Linked DNA regions of Sus scrofa: region 1 is linked to region 2. The links are chromatin contacts, called in public Hi-C maps. All regions are on one chromosome and are shown on one strand. The core of a region is the stretch at or near the end of the contact, and the rest is flanking DNA. Distances in the headings are between cores, read along the strand shown. Region 1 holds the start of PDCD5 (programmed cell death protein 5). Region 2 holds the start of LOC110261352.

Evidence for each region. Hi-C and Micro-C count contacts between places; a contact is called where the count stands out from the background.
Region 1: a contact with region 2 is called in a Hi-C map of skeletal muscle, with 4 times the contacts expected there. The contact joins the promoter of PDCD5 here to the promoter of LOC110261352 in region 2. A contact is called at or near these places in 4 of 47 Hi-C or Micro-C datasets (liver, mesenteric adipose tissue, skeletal muscle and 1 more).

The regions. Positions count from the first base shown.
Region 1 is chr6:42,481,037-42,484,967 of Sscrofa11.1, forward strand. PDCD5 (programmed cell death protein 5) reads left to right here and starts at 2,617. Exons shown (of 6, transcript XM_005655804.3): 1 at 2,617-2,797; 2 at 3,746-3,783. The coding sequence starts at 2,732.
Region 2 is chr6:42,272,430-42,275,936 of Sscrofa11.1, forward strand. LOC110261352 reads right to left here and starts at 2,075. Exons shown (of 7, transcript XM_021097538.1): 1 at 1,546-2,075. The coding sequence starts at 2,075. It overlaps ZNF507 (zinc finger protein 507), which reads left to right and starts at 1,763. Exons shown (of 6, transcript XM_003127012.5): 1 at 1,763-1,944. The coding sequence starts at 1,809.

The DNA.
Region 1 (3,931 bases), core at 1,367-3,866, 210 kb after region 2:
CGCAGTGGTTAACGAATCTGACTAGGAACCATGAGGTTGCAGGTTCGATCCCTGGCCTTGCTCAGTGGGTTAAGGATCCAGCGTTGCAGTGAGCTGTGGTGTAGGTCACAGATGAGGCTCAGATCCTGAGTTTCTGTGGCTGTGGTGTAAGCTGGTGGCTACAGCTCCGATTAAACCCCTAGCCTAGGAACCTCCATATGCCGTGGGAGCAGCCCAAGAAATTGCAAAAAAAAAAAAAAAAAAAGAAAGAAAGAAAGAAAACACAAAGAAGAAACAATAACCCCTAAAAAAACAATCAAATCAGCAATCCCTAAAAGGTATACAACCACAGATACAGATGTGATAGCCAGATATTTCTAAAACATGAAACCCTGAATGAAATGGTTGTCTAGCAATTAAAATAACCTTGAAAAGAGACAGAAAACCTGATCAGGCTGATGAAGAAAACGAAAATATGTTCAAAGAGGGGTCCAACCCAGGTGTGTTGACAGAAAGTCCTTTCATTTCTGCCCTAAAATAGTCACACAACTACATAAAGAATTTATTGGAGTTCCCATCGTGGCGCAGTGGTTAATGGATCCGACTAGGAACCATGAGGTTGTGGGTTCAGTCCCTGGCCTTGCTCAGTGGGTTGACGATCCGGCGTTGCCGTGAGCTGTGGTGTATGTTGCAGACGCGGCTCGGATCCTGCGTTGCTGTGGCTCTGGCATAGGCCGGTGGCTGCAGCTCCGATTCGACCCCTAGCCTGGGAACCTCCATATGCCGCGGGAGCGGCCCAAAGAAATAGCAAAAAGACAAAAAAAACCCAATTTATCGTTGTTTTATTTGTTTGTCTTTTCTAGGGCTGCACCCTTGGCATATGGAGGTTCCCAGGCTAGTAGTGGTCAAATTGGAGCTGTAGCTGCCGGCCTATGCCAGAGGCCAGAGCCTTAGCAACTAGGTATCCGAGCCTTGTCCGAGACCTACACCACAGCTCATGGCAACGCCGGATCCTTAACCCACTGAGCAAGGCCAGGGATCGAACCCACATCCTCATGGTTCCTAGTCGGATTCGTTAACCACTGAGCCACGACGGGAACTCCTAATTTAACTTTTAAACTTTTAAATATTTGATTCATTGAGAACATGTTTTTGATCTAGGGAATGAGTTTAGAATCCTTGTGTCTGCTGACCTGGCTGTCTCCTCCCCACCCAAGGCTGACCTGTGTGAGTGGGAGTCACAGGACCCATCACATCACCCACTGCATGACTGTCCACAGTGGATCTCAAAACATGACACCCTGAAACAGAAGACAAGACTCCAGACTGCCATTTTCACAATCTCTCCCCGCAAAAATCTTGTCTGTTCGCATATTAAAGAGAAGCCATCCTTAATGGTTAAGAATGTCAAATTCAAAGCACATGAATTCTTTATACCCAAGAGTTATGTGTCAATGTTCACCACAGCATCATTCACGAGAACCAATAAGAGGAAACACCTCGAGTGATGAATAAAGGAAATGTGTTTTAAAAAAATATATATAACAAAATATTATTCACCCTTAAAAAGGAAGAAAATGCTAACACATGCTACAACATGGAGGAAATAATCTAGTCACAAAAGGACAAACGTTGTATGATCCCACTTATGGGGGTACCTACAATGGGCAAATTCATAGAATGGTTTAAGGGCTAAGGTAGAAAGGATTGAGGAGTTGTTATTTATAGGGTATGGATTCAGTTTTACAAGATGAAAAGAGTTCTAAAGATTACACAAGGTGAATGTATTTAACACTCCTGAACTGCGCCCTTAAAAATGGTTCAAATAGTCAATTTTATATATTGCCACAACTGAAAAAAACAACACATGCCACCAACTTCTCCACTCCAAAGGCCTGCTTTTACCTCCAGGGAGGTGTGTGTGTGTGTGTTGGTGGGAGGAGTGTCAGGCGTGTACCAGAGTTCACACCACATTCCACACACCACCACATCCCACAGCCCCTCCTCCAACCTCTCAGGTAAGGCCTGTTTTAACTCCTTTTGTTTGTTGGGTTTTCTTAAGCTACATATTTAAGTTCCCCAACCAGGGATCAAACCTGGGCCTCAGCAGCCACCCCAAGCGCTGCAGTCGAATGCTTAACGTACTGCGCCACAGTGGGAACTCTTGGCTTCTTAATAGCAAGGTGACCAGGGAGTCTTTACTTGCTCCAGCGCCCCCCAACCTATTTTAAATGTAAATTTAATATTTTTGAGCAAATTTAACAATTGTGCAACCATCACCACCATCCAGGTTTAGGACCTTTCCATCACTCCTTTCTAAGCGCCCGGATCCTTATCTGATGGAGATGATAGGAGCCTAGCGCATTGTAAGCCACCAACAAATTTTACCCACTATTACGCTTGTTGATGATGGCCTGTTTCTAGGTTATTATCTTTCCCTGCAAGGGGCCGGATTCTAGCTCGGACGGGGCCGGCACGCGTAGAGCACAGATTTGCAGAAGAGACGTGGGACCGGAGAAGGAATGCCCCGCGCAGCGATTCTGCCCGGTGCCTCACCGCCTGCGATCGTGGAATCGGGCCTCTCCCCGCGCCCTGGCTGGGGCTGGAGGCGTGGCTTCGGGTTGGATTGGTGATGCCTGGGCGCTGCGGGCGCCTGCGCAGTGGTGAGGGCCGCGCGCGCGCGCCGAGGGGCAGCCGGAGTTCTGAGTGGGCCAAAGCGTGGTTGCGGCTGCTCGCCCGGGACGGCCGCACCATGGCTGAGGAGGAGCTCGAGGCGCTGAGGAAGCAGAGGCTGGCCGAGCTGCAGGCGAAGCATGGGGTGAGCGCGCCGGCCGCCCGCCAGGCCCGTCCCCTGCGGGGCGCCGCCCTCGCCCGAAGCGGAGGGCGCGGCCCCGGGCGGAGGCTGCAGGCGCCGCAGCCCGCGCTCTTCCCAGGGGCCGAGGACCCCGCCTCCGCTCACCCGCGGACTCCGGGGTGGTTCGGCTCCACTCCGCGGCACAGGGGTTCGGGCGGCACGCGGACCACGTGTTGTCCCGGGCGGGTCTGGCGCAGGCCTCTGCTGGGCAGGGAGTCGGTCTCCTCAGGGCCGGCATTGGTCCCAAGCAGAATGCTCAGCCCGTCGGGGTTCGGTGCCTCTAGCTCTTGAATCTAGCCTTGAATCTAGCCCTTCTAGCCGAATATTTTCTAGAATTCAGTTTTTCCGACCCAAGTGCTCGACAAACATTTTTTGAGGGTCTGCTCTGTGCCAGGTGCTGAAGCTGTAGCGGGCCCAGGGACGGGTCCAGGGAGGAGCCAGACACTGAACTCTAGTACCGTTTTTAAAACGCCTTAATCTTGAAAAGAGGGGGGGAGTAGCGTTTTAGGGATGGAGCGGGATGGTCTGGAAGGAAGCGCTGTTTGAATTATCAACGTCCCCAATACCAAATCACAATTTTCCTTTCCAGAAATTATCCTTACCACATGAAATACGGTTTCATAGTACAGAGGCTCTTCTCCCTAATGGTTGTTTGTATCCTAAAACATTCTATTGGATTGTGACTTTAGAAGGTTATCAGAACGTGTAGTAAGTGGAAGCTAAGCTTTATTATTTTATTGTTTTATTTTTTATATTTATTGCCATCTCTACCACCGCAGGAGCCTGTTAGGCATCAGAAACAATCTAGAACCGTTCCTGTTTTGTTTTTTTTTTCTCCCCTCTATGAGATAACAAACAGTTCCTATTTTTCTTCCTCCGTGAAATTCCTAAAAGATAAAATTATTTTTTCAGGATCCTGGTGATGCAGCACAACAGGAAGCAAAGCACAGGTATGAGCTGGAACTTTGAGTTTTTTAATGTAGTAGCTCCTTTTAAATTAAGTTAACGAGTAATAGACACAACATTAGTTTTAGGTGTACAACATAATCATTTCCTGTTTGTATATATTGTGAAATGATCCCCCCATAAGTCGAGTGA
Region 2 (3,507 bases), core at 825-3,324:
ACATTACAGTTAAACCAGTACTTAAAAAAAAAAAAAAAGCCTCTCTTCAGATAGTTAAAATGAGGAGGGTTTGTGTCAGCAGCTCACAAGGAAAAGGGAAGAGATTTGCACACTCATTGTTCTTTCTCCCTTTTTATGCATCTCTGCTTTTTTTTTTTTTCCTTCCACCCTTCCATGCCAGTCTCAATCTCTTCTACTGAAAAAAATTACTTAACCCTTTACTTTTCCTTCTTTTTAGTTTTTTGGTTCAACTGGCAAAGAATTCTGTGGAAAAGCAGGGTTCTAACTTCGTGGGTTTCCCCACCCCCGCATTCAAGTGAGTTTGTATCCTGAGCTGAGATACTTACCGTTATCTCAGGAATTACTGACCTGTTTGAACAATGACTAGGTTTTACTGGATCTTCTTTTCACTTGATAAGTGAGAGCCCAAACTGCTTTAAGTACACCTGGAAGTCCCCGAGAGATACTTGTTTTATTGCACCTTTTTTTAAACTGAGTTTTGCAGATACTGCATTTTTTTTTTTTCTGCAAATTGCAGGTTTGAGGCACCCCTGCCCCAAGCTGGTCTATCAGTGCCACTTTTAACAGCGTTTGCTCACTTCGTGTCTCTGCCTCGCATCTGGGTAATTCTTGCAATATTTCTTTATTGTTATTACTATATTTATTATAGTGATCTATAACCTTTGATGTTATCATTGCAAAAAGATTACGACTCTGTGAAGGCTTGATGATGGTTAGCATGTTTTAGCAATAAAGAATTTTTTAATAAAGGCATGTATACTGTTTTGCAAGCACAATGCTATTGTACACTTATACAGTATAGTATAACCATAACTTTTATATGCACTGGGAAACCAGAAACTTCATGCAACTCACATTACTGCAGTAGTTGAGAACCAAATCCATAATGCCTGTATCTCAATGCACAAGTCCATTACCACGCCTGGAATCTTCAGTGTTTTTGCCCTGCTCCTACTGTTCACGGCCCACCTGCTCAGTCCAGAGACAAGCACCCTGCTGTATAGTTCCTACTATATAAAACCTGCCCACCATTCCTGAAGTTGGGTGGACTGCTTCACTCACACTGCATTTTACTGTCAGGCGGGGTACCAGAACAGGACTGCTTACGACCCTGGAGTGTACGTGGAAAACAGATCCAGACGACACACACTCTGAGCCCTCAGAGGACTGAGGCTGTGTTATTAAGTCAAGCAAGCTCCAAGTCTGGCCCTACAACCCCCAGGATGAGTTCATTCCCTGAAAACCCTCAATCTCTCCCACAAATAAATCTTCCAGGGCCAGCTTTGCCCCGCAGCAGACACACTTTGAGGTCCAGCCACGAACCTAGATAGCACCTCTGCATTTTGGCCAAGAACCGCAAAAAGATTATAACCCAACCCAAAGCGGTAACTAAGTCAGAAGCAGCGGGCTGAAAAGAATGTCAACGCCCACTGTTCAAAGGCGATCAGGTAGAGGCTAATTGGTTATAAAACTAGCCCACAGCAGGTTTGGAAGACATAGAGGGAGTCCAAAGTGAATACTCACTGACTTCTAGACCCAACGACCACTGAGAAGACAACGTCAGGGGTATTGGAAACGCGACAACCCGCACATGAACTCGGCCTAGGTGCCGGGCATTGCACTGAGAAGGCAGGATACAGTCTTCGCGCCGGCCCAGCCAAGCGCCCCCGGGATGCCAGTGGGCGGGGCCTGAGCATCGCCCCGCCCCCGCCGCCCGCCACTCGGGTCACCTGACCTGCCCGGGGCTCACGTGATCTGTTCCCAACGCCGCCATTTTGGAGCTCCCGATGAGGAAAGGAAAAGCGGGGGAAAAGAGGGAAAAGAGCCGGGAGAGAGGTGGGCGAGGACCCGGGCGAGGGCACGGCCAGGCTCCCGGCCGGCCAAAGGAGGCTCGCGGAAGCAGCAGCTGCCGCCCGACCGCAGGTACCGCGCCCCGGGGCCGCCCCTCCGCCCGCTGTTAGCGCCGCCGCGGGCCATGTGCGTCCTCCCCTCAGGCCTCTACCGGCGCCCGCTTGCTCCTCAGCCGGCCGACACGCGACCGGTGCTCGCCACATGCGCCAAGTTCCGTGGCTCTTTTCAGTTCCCTGTGCCGCCTACGGCAAGGCCTGTGGAGACCCAGGGCTTGCCCTGCAGCTGGGGGTGGGGGGAACCTCCCGCTCACCAGCCTGGTCCGCAGGCAGGCCCGCCGAGGCGTCGCTTCCTTCCCATCAGCAGATGTGAAATCGCTTTAGGGCAGCAGGGATGGAGCGAACAACTGTGTCCTCACTGCATCTTTTGATTACTTTTCTCAACCCCCACCGCTCCAGCCCTTTAGCCGCTGTTTGGTGTAGGAAAAGCTGGTACATAGAAACAGTCCTGGTCTTCTACAGCTATTTCGAACCTCTTCGATGAAGTGATCTCCCCAGAGATGACTGGAAAAAGCTCCCACCCTCTAACACCTGGGAGCTTCCGGAGTGAATGGTTTGTGTGTGGAAGGCCTGGATGATTAATTAGGCCGAGGCCACTATCCCAACCCATAGGCGATCTTTTTAGTTACTGCAGTGGGCTGTAATTTGCTATCAGTCTGATCTCCGTTATCCGGCAATTACTAGATTTATCACCTCTTTGAGTGTGTACTTTCTAAAGTATTCTGACTCAGTGTATGGGTTGCATCATTGATCAAAAGAGAAAGCCTGGCTCTACATTCCTTTACCTCACTAACCCGTTTAAAATTAATTCAGAGGAAAGCCAAATACGTGCTTTCTGCCCTGGCAGTGAACTGTTTACTTAACCATCATCATGAAGTTGCATTCTAGGTGAAAGGAATTCGCGTTCTTTGATCTTTTAGGTTCATTCAAGCTAACATAAACAGTAGCAAAGAAAAGTAGAACAGGGGCAAGAAACTGCATTAGAAGATATATAGGTCAGTCCACTGTGTCTTATCTTTTCAGGCTGCCATTCAGTTGTAAAATTGTTGGATGTGCAGAATCACCCTTTAGATTGTTTTTGGTTAAGGTTAAAGGGGCAATGTACAATATATTGTTTCTTCATTAGAAAGTGCTAGCAATCGAACCAGTAGGTAGTATTTTGAGTCAATTAGATAAAAATTCTGAGCTAAAACATAAAATACACAATTTATTGGAGAAGTTTCTAGAGCTGTTTTTTCTAACCTTCGCAAAATCCTGAAGTCTGCTTGTTAGGTAAATTTTGTAAATTTGTGTCACGTGATCTGGTTGCATGAGCATTCCTCTGAATTTCTTTATGACATGCAATATTGGGCAATTATATACTGAAAACAAACAAACAAACAAAACATTGCTTTGTTTCACCAAGAAAGAGAAATGTTTGATACTATATACTTTCATTCTTGGCCACAGCTGGATTTTGAAGATTGATCCAAGGGACTGTATTAATTTCAGGAATTGATTTGAAAGACACTGGCTCTGCCACTTAACAGCCATGTAACCTTGGGTAAGTCACTTAAACTGCCCTGAGTGTTTCCTTATT